Regions from separate parts of the Pan troglodytes genome. Here regions 2 and 3 are each linked to region 1. The links are chromatin contacts, called in public Hi-C and HiChIP or PLAC-seq maps. All regions are on one chromosome and are shown on one strand. Each heading gives the region's core, a stretch centred on a gene start, on an enhancer-like site or on the middle of the called end of the contact. The rest is flanking DNA. Distances are from core to core; before and after follow the strand shown. Region 1 holds the start of IRF2BP2 (interferon regulatory factor 2 binding protein 2). Region 2 holds the start of TARBP1 (TAR (HIV-1) RNA binding protein 1). Region 3 has its middle 160 kb from the start of IRF2BP2.

Region 1 (3,727 bases), core at 135-2,634:
TGTGGGCGCCCAGATCGGTGGGCTGCGCGGAGCCCAGGCTGGCGGCCGCGGTTCCCGACACCGCGGCTAAGGAGGCGGCAGCGCGGCCGCCGAGGCCGAGCGCGGTGGGCAGCGGCGTGGCCGAGCCGTTCATGAGCGGCACCAGGGTGGGCGGCACGGCGTGGCCGCGCCGCGGGTTCGGGCTCTGGCGATTCAGCTCGGGCGGCTCCTCTAGCTTGGAGAAGCCGTTGGGCACCAGGATGCCGTTCACGGGCGGCGGCTGCGGCGTCGGCGGCTGGGCCAGGCTCGCGGCCGGGCGGCTGCTGCCGAAGTCAGAGCCGAGGCGCGGGGGCCTCTCGGCCGCGGCCGCCAGCGGGTAGCGCTCCAAGGCCTGCGGCGCGCGCGGGGCCGCCTCGGGGCCGCCGTGGCCAAGCTGCTGCTGCTGCTGCAAAAGGATGTCCTTGGCGGAGAGCGGCGGCGGCTTGGCGGCGGCCGGGGCCGCGGCGCCGGGTGGGGAGCGACCCTCCGGGAAGCAGCCGTGCGCCCGCTTGAGCTGCCGCGCCGTCTCGATGACGAACTCGACGCGGTCGGCGCCCTCGTAGTTGACGCAGCCGCGGCAGACGGGTTCGGTGAAGTCCCAGATCATGGCCCAGGGCATGCGGGGCAGGTCACACAGGTAGCACGATTGCCGCCGGGACGCGGCCGCCACCGCCACCGCCGCGGCCATGTCCGAGGAGCCCGCGACGCCGGAGGAGGAGGCGGAGGAGGAGGAGGGGGCGCCGCCGCCCCCCACCGGCACCACGCGCGCCCTCCTCCCCCCCCAACCCCGCGTCTCCCCCACCAGCGGCGGCGGCGGCCGCAAAGGCGGCGGCGGCGGCAAAGCCCGCGAAGGCTCGGCGCCCGCGCAGCGCCCCCGGTGCACGAGGGGCGGCGGGCGCGAGGTGAGGGGCTGCAGCCGCGGCAGCAGTTCCCCCCGGCCGGCCCGGGCACGGGCGGGCGGCGCGGTGCGGCGGGGCGGCGGGCGCGGCGGCGGGGGCTCGGCCGGAGCCGCGGCGGGCCTCCAGACCGGGGCGAAGACGGGCCGCGCGGGCGCGGGGGAGCGCAGCAGGTCGCGGCGGCGGCCGGCACGGAGTGCGGGGCGGGGGGCGGGGAGGCCGGGGGGGCAGGGGGCGGGGGGCGGCCGCCGGGGCAGGCTCAGCCCGAGCGGCGGGGCATGCCGCGCCGGGGTGGCGGCGGCCGGGCGGCGTGGAGCTCGGGCGCGGCGCGGGCCCCGGGTCGCTCCGCCGCTCTCTCACAGCTCCTGGCGTCGCCGCTCTCCAGCGCCAGCGTCAGCGGCCAGCCCGCCTCAGCTCCGCCGCCGCCACCGTCGCTGCTGCTGCTGCCGCCGCGACCGCTCCACTTCTACAGACTTGATTCTTCGACAGTCTCGCACGGCGCCTGCGCGGGCCCCCTCCCCTCGTGCGCGTGCCCGCCCTCCCGCGCGCGCGCTCCCCCTCCCCCCGCGCGCCGAAGGAGCGCTGCCGGGAGAGCCGGCTCTGCGGCGCCCGCCCGCCCGCGGGGCAGCGCAGCAGCGCAGCGCCGGTGTTCCCTTCGGAACACCGCGCAAAGTGATCGTGTGCTTTTCCTCCACTTTCCCTCACTTCGCGCCCCACCCGGCTGTCCCGACCACCCTCAGGATGTTTTTCTCTAGTGTGCCTCTGGGCCAAATCGTGCTAAAAATCATTTCTTTTTCTTTTATGCAAGGACACTTTGTCACTTGGTTTCCGTCAGTCTCCTGAGAATGGGGAATTTAGGTCTAGCGTGGTTCACAGTTCTGGTTTTTTAGGAGTTATACTTGAAAGCTCAATGTCGGACACGTAAGCATGAAATCCGTCACTGGTGCTTTGCATTTGTCTTGGAAAGGACATACGCGCCGCCTGTCCCTTTTACTAACTAGGGAGACTGTGAATATTCCCAAGCCCAGCACCACGTGCACGCGCCGCCAGCTGGCTCGCGCGTTTTCCACGGAGCCCTCTGGAGGGGAGGGAGCGCGGTTCGGACTAGCCTCTCCCGAACACCAAGTGCTGCTCTTAGCCCCGTCCAGCCCTCCCCCGCGCCAGTCGCCCCGGCCGCCTTATGTAGGTATGCGCGGCGGGCGCGTGACGTGGGCGCGGGGCCGTGGGCGGCCGCCGCCGCGAGTGCGCACGCTCCGCGCAGACGTGCCTCGGCGCCGCTGGCACTAGGGCCTCGTGGAACGAATGCACATTCCAGGGATCCGGGGTCTACGGCCAGCGCGGCCGCGTCACAGCGCAGGCTCCACCCCCTTCGGCGAGTCTAGGCGTCGAGGCGCCGCCCCCGGGCCCGAACTTGGACTCGAGGTGGCGGGAGGCGAGGGCGCGAGTCGGGGGGGGGGTCCTGCTCGCCTCCGCGAGGTCCCCGAGGGCCGTGGGGGCGACCGGCTGGCTGGTTCGCCCGCCGTCGCGCAGGGCGGGCCGCCGACGGAGGCGGACTTGCGCCCTATATGCCACCCAGGCCGGGATGAGCCCAGCCCAGCCGCCCGGCCTGCAGCTCTGCCACCGTTGGCAGCCTCAGACTCAGCCCAGACTGAATTGAATGCTTGAGTTTCACACTTTTATCGGGAGGAGGAGCTGGTGTGTGTTATGGTAAATCACTTTGGGCTGGTCGTTAGTCTCCCTAATACACGTAGGCTTAGTCGCTCTTCAATTGGGATTTTTACACTTAAGCTCTTTAAGGGCGGCCTCTGGAGCTGCTTTTGTTGGGAACACAGGCCCACAACTGTCCCTTGAGACTGGAATGAGCTGGTTAAGTGTGGGAAGAACAGGGTACTAATTATATTATCTTTCCTACAACTGGATTGGTAGGTGGAGAGAAAAAAAAATCATGCTGACGTTTCTCTCTAGTCGTTGCTATTGAAAATACCAGGTTGCTTCAAAGGATTAACCACAAGGAAGAGGAAAAACACCCTTAGAGAAACAGTGGAGGGAGCTGCTTAAAACACATGAAAAAACCTGTTCGAAAATGGCACAGAAAACGTAATGTCAGACCTAAATGTTTTTACAGGCTAACCTTGAATGTCTTTTGGGGATTTCCATAGAAGGTGCGCCTGTTTTAAAGGTCTCTGCATCTGTTCCTGGATCTTGCCCTGCAATTGCAATCCTGCCTCACCCTCTCCAAGCTGGGAGAACGGGGCCTGTCCAGATCCTTCCCGGGAGTAGCTGGTGCCAGCGGGTTTGGTCACTCCCAGGCCCTGCTGTTGCACACCGCTTTCAAGACCTGTCCCTTTGGTCACCCTCCTCAGAGACCCTGTGACACTCATTCCAGTACATGGCTTCACCCACTGCGTCACTGCCCAAAGGGGATGAAGTCCAGTCCTTGTGCTGCAGAGAAATGAACCAACTTATCGCCCCCAAGAGACGGCCCCACTAAGCATTGACTGAAACATACTAAAAGAAAACACAACTCACCATTAGAGTTGTGGCCTAATTATACTCATTTCTCTGCAAGCTGGTACTGTAATGGCCTCAAGGGGAGAGCCTGCCACTCCATCCTAAAATAGAATTAGAGATAGAAATTCTGCCACGATGCTAAGATCTTTGCAAAACAGAGCTTTTCTTCTTCAAAGGAAGAGCATTTCCTTCTTATTTTACGCTGCCAGTTTCATGTCGAAACTGAGTTGTTGTAACTTCCCTAATGAAATGCCCGATGGAAAATGGAAGGGCTATTTTAGTTCTGGGCTCGATCCGGAATC
Region 2 (3,741 bases), core at 1,226-3,725, 130 kb before region 1:
GCTGAACACACATTTAACCAAAATTTTAACTGTGACAATATATGTTATGATATAACTAAGATATACTATGTCAAGACATAGGGGTAAATCCCCTAATATTCCGTTAAGAGGCCACAGGATTTGCTTTCTGTAACAGAGGAAATGGGAGTTGCAGGAAGCATGGAAGCACCATTGCTTATCCCTAAAACTGCAAAATAACTGGCCAGGCGCGGTGGCTCACGCCTGTAATCCCAGCGCTTTGGGAGGCCAAGGCGGGCAGATCACCTGAGGTGGGGAGTTTGAGGCCAGCCTGACCAACATGGTGAAACCCCGTCTCTACTAAAAATACAAAATTAGTCGGGCGTGGTGGCGCATGCCTGTAATCCCAGCTACTCGGGAGGCTGAAGCAGGAGAACCGCTTGAACCCGGGAAGTGCAGCTTGCGGTGAGCGGAGATTGTGCCATTGCATTCCAGCCTGGGCAACAAGACCGAAACTCCATAAAACAAACAAACAAACAAACAAACTGCAAAATAACTGACTCATGCAAATAAATGAATGTTTTAACTTTTGATGGTTTTAAAAATGTTTTCCAGTGAAAACTCTCAGGGATGATCACACCTATCTGTGGACTGTTCACATACTTACTATCTAATGTTTTAAAATTACTTGAAAATATAACCTCACAACTTCAGCCAAACAAAAATCCTTTACCTGTAATAAATGGTCAGCTACCGTTGAAAAAGTAGAAATATTCTATTGAGACAATTTTGAGTCAATCTACTTTGTACTTGACAGTTTAAACCCAAATTTAACATGAGTGAAGTCAAACCAATCAACAGTAACATAACAACCTGAAGGGAGGCCTTGCTGTTTCATTACTCTTGCACATAGTAGGGAGCACAGCTCAAAAAATTAAAAAATAAAATCTGATTCATTCTATTAAATCAATGGCAAAAATACACTCAAAAGGTCGACTTAAGAAACATGTTTAACAAATATTAGTAAATCCTGTTCCTAATTACCAGGGGAAATTTCAAAAGAGTGTGATGGCCTCTATGACGCTTAATTCTAACACTCGAGACTCAATTCACTAATTCACTGGTCAGTACAGATAAATAACAAATAATTTTTCTTTCAACTTGATAGATATCAACCGTTTCTATTGGGTTGAATCTACCATGATATAGTGCAGCTTTGGGTCTGTAAAATCTTGCACGGGCTCCATTATCTTCCTAAACTATTCCACGGGTGCTGTATTCCACCGGCTTTGGGTCAGAACGTTCCCAACCGCAGTGATTTGTGACTTCAAAGAACACCCTCGAGAAGGGGTTCCAAAGGTTTTCAGGCTTTAGGGGAGCAACGCGGAATAACCAAATTCTGCATGGATCGGAGTGACGACCCCGATAAGCTAGTTTTCAGAAGCAGGAAGGCTCCCCTCTGGGGCAGCCAAGTAGGTAGCACTAGGCTGGGGGGCAAAGAGGCAGGTACCGTTTCCTTCCTGGGGCCCGCAGGTGCAGTCGGCCCCCAGCTCCGCCGACACCTCTACCGCCCTCTGCAGCAGGTAGCGCGCTCGCTTGCGCGTCAGGGCGTCCGCCTGGCCCAGCCCCGCCTGCACCGTCCTCCAGAAGCGCCAGCAGCGCCGGGCGTCCGGGCCCGCCTCGCGCGCGCCGCGGGTGCGGTCGCCGCCGGGCTCGGGCAACAGCTTCTCGGCCAGGGCGCTCAGGACCAGCAGCTTCTCCTCTACGCGGCCGGACCCCGGGGACGCCCCGGGCGCGGCCAGCCCGCCCCACACGGCCCGCAGCGCCGCCCCGCCACATTGGACCAGCACTGGCAGCAGTCGCCCGGCCACCAGCGCCGCCGCGTCCTCTGCAGGCCCGGCCTCATCCCCGTCCCCGCCCCCGCCCAGCGCCAGGGCGACGGCGGCCCCCGCCACGCGCTCCAGTAGCGGCCCGTCCTCGCGGGGCCGCAAACAGGGCCCGACGGCTGCTAGCACCTCCACGGCAGCCTCGGCGTCAGGCGCGCGCCACCCGGCGAGCAGATCGCGCAGCGCCTCCTCAGCCAGCGCGGCCGCCAGCTGCGGACGCCCGGCCAGGCGGACGCACGAGCGCAGGGCCGCGCCCGCCGCCCTCAGCAAGCGCCGGCGGTGGCGAGGCTGCAGACTGGGGTCCGGGCCGCCCGCGGGGCGTCCGCGCAGGCTCCGCAGCAGTGGCACGAGGTACCCTGCAGCCACCTCGCGCGCCGCCTCCGGGAGCGCGCCTGCGCCCCCGCTGCCGCGCGCCTCCTCGTCCTCGAGCCGCTGCAGAAGGAAGCGCAGCGTCTCCACGCGCTCCGCGGATGCCTCCCCTTGGCACAGCGCCCCAAGCAGGGCCCGGGGGTCCCGGCTCTGCGAGAGCAGCGCTTCCGCGAGCACCCACTCCATTTGCCGAGCGCCCGCGCCACCGGCCCGGGCTCCCAAAGGAAGGCGCCGGCGTGCGCGATGCGTGCGCACAGGACCGGCCGGCCCCTGCGTGCGCGTGCGCCGACGGAGCCGGGCGCGCGGCCGCAGAGAGGGGGATCCGAGCCCGGCTTGGTGCAGCTCAGCTTCCCTTGGGTTCCTGCCACCAACCCTGCCTAGATAGAACCCACCTGGTCTCTTATTTTTAGGAGAAACGAGGCCTTCGTTAAAAGTTAATGTAGTATCTACACCAGCTTCATCGATTCCTGATTGGAGGTTGGTCTGCCCAGGACCCTAAATCAGGCGTGCCTGTGAGCATAAACCAGTTCACAGAAGGTGCACAGCAGAATCACTTTAGATTATTTTCCAAACGTTGCATGATGGGCACCATCCACAAAGAGACTGACACAGTAGGTCTGAAATTGGTTCTGGACATCTGCGTTAAAAATAAGTCATGAAAACACAAGAATGATTTAGACGTAAGGCCAGGAGTGAGAAGTGTTACCGGTGGAGGGTGTCCAGGTCCAAGAATTGGACAAAACGCACAAACAAAGCAAAGACAGAATGAAGCCACAAAAGCAGAGATTTATTGCAAAAGTACACTCCACAGGGTGGGGGCAGACCCAAGCAAGCCGCTCAAGGGGGGCTGGTTACAGAATTTTCTGGGGTTTAAATACCTATAGAGGTTTCAATTGGTTACTTGGTGTACACACTATGTAACTAAAGAGGATAAAATGAAGTTACAAAGTTATTTACTTGGTGTACTCCCTATGTAAATGAAGAGGATATTTCCTGTCATAGCTGAAGTGTTTCTATCTGATTTGGTTCTAGGGAGTTTTTAGGTTCCCTGCCTCCAGGCCCTATTCTCCTGCCTTAGAGGTACCTATAGCAATGTGCTAGGATTCAGCTAAAACCAAGAGGCCCACGCCAGCCCTCACAGCCAAGTGCCCAAGATGACTCCAGGATGCAGAGCCTCCTGCACAATGCATGTGCTCCCATGTGCAAACTCAAAAATAGTCCCTGTGTCTGTCTTTTCTGTATTTCTGACAGCATCCATTGCTAAATAGAGAAACAGAAAACCTCACCTCAGCATGCATGGTGTGGATTTGGTTCCTGGCTCAATTTGAGACAAACTAGATCAGTGACATGGGGTTTTCTTCACTACTAAACACAAAGATCTGCCTCTTAGTCAATAGAGAAAACAGGGTCCCAACTTCAAAGAGCTTGACATATAATAACATAATGGATAAGACAAAAATTAGTTATTTAAATTTACAGTTATTTTTATATAAAGTTATCTGACTTTAAGGTTATCTGACATTACACA
Region 3 (3,653 bases), core at 287-2,786, 160 kb after region 1:
AAGTATGCTCTAAATATTGCATGGGACATGCTTTTTATTATAACATTTAAAGTATATTTGCACTAAAAAAGGGATGTGTTATCTGAAATGCACATTTCACTAGGCATCCGGTATTTTATCTGGCAACTCTTTTCCAAGGTCAACAGAGAGTCCTAGACCATAGACCAGAAAATTCATTCTACCCGACACTGGGCTACAAGAAATGTATCATATTTGTGGGGATCAGCCACACTGGGAGAAAGATAGCTGTCTCATGTCAGCAGGGTAGATGAAGAAAGGGTTCTAAAGCCTAACAGCATTCATATGATAGGTACCTGGGCTTGTTTTCAAAGATCAGCAATCAAGGGGAAATGACAGAGACGCTGGAGGAGCCTGGTCCTCCCAGAAGCTAGTGGCTTGACCCAAGAAGGAAGAAAATGGTGGCTGCCTTCGCGGACCCAGGCAGTAGGCCGGGAATTCCCAGCTCTTTGATACTGTATTCCAACTGGCATGATCTGTTCGATGCCTGCTCTAGCTCTATCCCAAATACGTGTTATATGGCTTCCATCAGTATTTTTTATGTAGTGCAAGCTTAATTTAATCTGAGAGTGGTTTAAGAATACACATACTTCTCAGCCATCAAAAGAACACGATTAAGAATCTCTGTGCTAGAAACTAGAAAGTTCTAGGAGATTACTGAAGGAGAGGCAGGAATGGGAACTGAGATGAAGAGGGCAAAGACTTAACCACCGACGGTCCATTTTTGGAGGAAGTGGCTGAGTGGAGTCTGGAAAAAAAACAACAACAACAACCAGATAACCTGAAAACCAGCTGGGCTGGAAGCAAAGAGAGGGCCCAGGCATTAGCCCGGCCCTGGGGGCAGCCCAGACACACCCCAGCGTTTCTCAGGGGGAAGAAGGCACAGCCTGCTGTTATTTACAAAGCTGTTGTTGAGAATTTTGAGGATCTCTTCCAGGTTCTCGCTTATGTAAATTCTAATTCACAGTGCCCTGGGCCCACATGTCTCGTAAACCAGGCCTGATATTGTAAACCTTCGCCATTCACAGAGCGTTTTAGCTTTGCCTTTGTTCCCCTCTCCAATTTCCCACTTCACAAACCTGGATCTAAAGCTTTGCACGTAGTTGATAGGGAAGTGTCGTTTGAGCAGTTCTAAGAGGCTGTCTTCCTTCTTCCTCCGACCCCCACAGCTCTGGTTTCCTCTTGGATATCAATTATTGGCTTTTACAGAAGAAGGCTAATGCATTTTCAAAGCAGGCAGATCACTCTCCCGTGTTTTGACAGTTTGGCTTTAGTTGAAATATAATTAAACTTTTTGAAAACAAGAACCTTGAAACTCAGTCTTCACACTGTTTGCAGTTTTTTTCCCCCTCACGCATTCAGTTTTTACTTGCTGCGGCACAATTGATTTGGTCTTCACTTTCTGCGCTCAAAACAAACACTGGGTTTAGGCATTCTGCTCTCCCAGCACCGCATGGCTGAGGGTGGAAAAAAATAACATCTGAAACAGGCCGGGCTTTTGATGATACCTCCTTATGACAGACACATCGAAAACCACCGACGGTGAGTCACCCACATTCTGTGCATACCCTCTCCGAGGAGCAGGAAGTGTGGCTATTTTAAACCCTGAGGCAATGAGAAGTTTTCAGATGCGTCCTAAGGCACTCCGGCCAGCGCCCTGCATGCACACACGAGGGCCTTCCTCAGTGTGGCCCCAGCACATCTGTAGACCTGAGGCGACACACCCAGCCTTCTGCCAGCATCTCTTTGTTTATTCTGCTTGTCCTGGTTTTGCGTTGACACGAGCAAGCCGAGTCTAAAAAACACAGAGCTACAGAATTTATAAAATCAACAACAAAAACTTAAAAAAAAAAAAAAAACACCACCACCACCACCAACAATCGGAGGCTGGCGGTTGGTGAGGGTGGGTGGGGGCGAACAGATGGTGCCACAAGATGTCCTCGGGCGGCTCACTGGGGACCGAGCCTTGTGGCTCTGTGGCCAAAAATAAATAAATAAGTCAGGGCCCAGCAGAAGTGCTTTCACTTCTAACCCAAGTCACTAGCTGTGGGTAATGAGTCCTCTTACTCCTTGTTCTCCATCTCCAAAGGCCAAACAAACAAGTAGAAAAAAAAAGAGAGAGTGAGAGAATGAATTGAACTGAAATGAAATGACTATAGATGAAATATATATATATATATAAAGAATGGCAGGGGGGCCAGGCGCGGTGGCTCGTGCCTGTAATCCCAGCACTTTGGGAGGCCGAGGCGGGCGGATCACGAGGTCAGGAGATCAAGACCATCCTGGCAAACATGGTGAAACCCCATCTCTACTAAAAATACAAAAAAATTAGCCGGGCATGGTGGCGGGCACCTGTAGTCCCAGCTACTCCGGAGGCTGAGGCAGGAGAATGGCGTGAACCTGGGAGGCGGAGCTTGCAGTGAGTGGAGATCGCGCCACTGCACTCCAGCCTGGGCGACAGAGCAAGACTCTTGTCTCAAAAAAAAAAAAAAAAAAAAAAAAGAGTGGCGGGGGACTTGAGGGAAATAAGCCAGATGTTGCCACAAAAGCAGTTATAAATCCTGACCTTGTTTGCTAAAGGGAGCAGGTTCAGCCAGGATGCGAGACATCTCCAGGTGCTGGGAGCTTCTGAGGATGGTGAGCTCCCAGACCGAGGCAGCAAAAATGGCCTAGAACCCATCACTGTGTGGGGAGGATCCGGCTTCCTTGATGTCGGGGAAGCCTTTCCAGAACACTGGCCACTGATAGAACCAGCGGGCGATGTGGCAGGGCCTGGGATTCAGGCAAGACTCCATTTGGCTGTAATGTTTTTTATCTTTATTGGCAGTTTTCTTAAAGAGAATGAAATTGTTTGGGAAGTGGAAACCCAGCCTTCAGCATCTTTCAGCACAATGTGTTAAGACTCCCGAACTGGTTGGGAGCTCTATAAGCCACACAAGCATTCCAAATAATACATATTCTTTCTATTGTTGCAGATGCTAACTGCCTCCTAACTCTGATAAAACCTAAAGAATTTGTTGGTGGAAGAAAGTCCTAGAGTTTTAAAAAGCAGCTGCAGAAGAGACCAGGCCACCTACACCCCTTGGCTTGTGGCCTCTTTACTCCACCTTGACAGCCAGCAAGGTGGCCTCTCTGGTACCTTTCTTTTGCATTCACTCTCTCTCTGTCTCCTCTTGTGACTAGCTATGGGTAATGCGTCCTGTTACTCCTCATTCTCAATCTCCAAAGGCCAAACAAACAGGTAGAAAGAGAGAGAGAAGGAATTGAGCTGAAATGAAATGACTTTAGAATAAAGATTTATATACTAAAAAAAAAAAAAAAAAAAGAGTTGGGGGGACTTGAGAGAAATGAGCCAGATGTTACCATGAAAGCAGTTATAAATCCTAACCTTGTTTGTAAAGGGGGCAGGCTCAGCCATGATGCTGGACATTGGTCTCACCTGGAGAACTCAGGCTTATCTTCCCACTGTAAGGTCAGCTGATTTGCAGCCTCAGCTCCTCCTGCAACCTTCCTTTGCCCTTTGCCATGTAACCTAACACATTCCCAGGTTCCGGGGATTAGAGTCTACACATCTTTAGGGGGCATTATTCTGTTAAGGGTCAGTGGTGTCCTTAGCACTGAGACAGTTACTTGTC

What was found. A called contact is a pair of places that touch in the nucleus more often than the background predicts. HiChIP or PLAC-seq counts read pairs in DNA pulled down with a chosen protein or histone mark.
Region 2: a contact with region 1 is called in an H3K4me3 HiChIP or PLAC-seq map of stem cell-derived excitatory neurons, with 3 times the contacts expected there. The contact joins the promoter of TARBP1 here to the promoter of IRF2BP2 in region 1. A contact is called at or near these places in 1 of 7 Hi-C or Micro-C datasets (stem cell-derived neural progenitor cells) and 1 of 1 datasets of contacts at active chromatin or transcription factors (stem cell-derived excitatory neurons).
Region 3: a contact with region 1 is called in a Hi-C map of stem cell-derived neural progenitor cells, with 5 times the contacts expected there. The contact joins the enhancer-like site here to the promoter of IRF2BP2 in region 1. A contact is called at or near these places in 1 of 7 Hi-C or Micro-C datasets (stem cell-derived neural progenitor cells) and 1 of 1 datasets of contacts at active chromatin or transcription factors (stem cell-derived excitatory neurons).

What each region holds. Positions count from the first base shown.
Region 1 is chr1:14,565,767-14,569,493 of NHGRI_mPanTro3-v2.0_pri, reverse strand. IRF2BP2 (interferon regulatory factor 2 binding protein 2) reads right to left here and starts at 1,384. Exons shown (of 2, transcript XM_525097.8): 1 at 1-1,384. The coding sequence starts at 706.
Region 2 is chr1:14,698,507-14,702,247 of NHGRI_mPanTro3-v2.0_pri, reverse strand. TARBP1 (TAR (HIV-1) RNA binding protein 1) reads right to left here and starts at 2,475. Exons shown (of 30, transcript XM_514281.8): 1 at 1,469-2,475. The coding sequence starts at 2,399.
Region 3 is chr1:14,402,929-14,406,581 of NHGRI_mPanTro3-v2.0_pri, reverse strand. No RefSeq gene overlaps it. Among named protein-coding and RNA genes, the nearest start is that of IRF2BP2, 160 kb to the left of the region's middle. Within about 2 kb of position 1,536, at least 7 of the 24 cell types and tissues checked have an H3K27ac peak or open chromatin away from gene starts, as enhancers often do. A contact at or near this core is called in stem cell-derived neural progenitor cells, where this site is marked.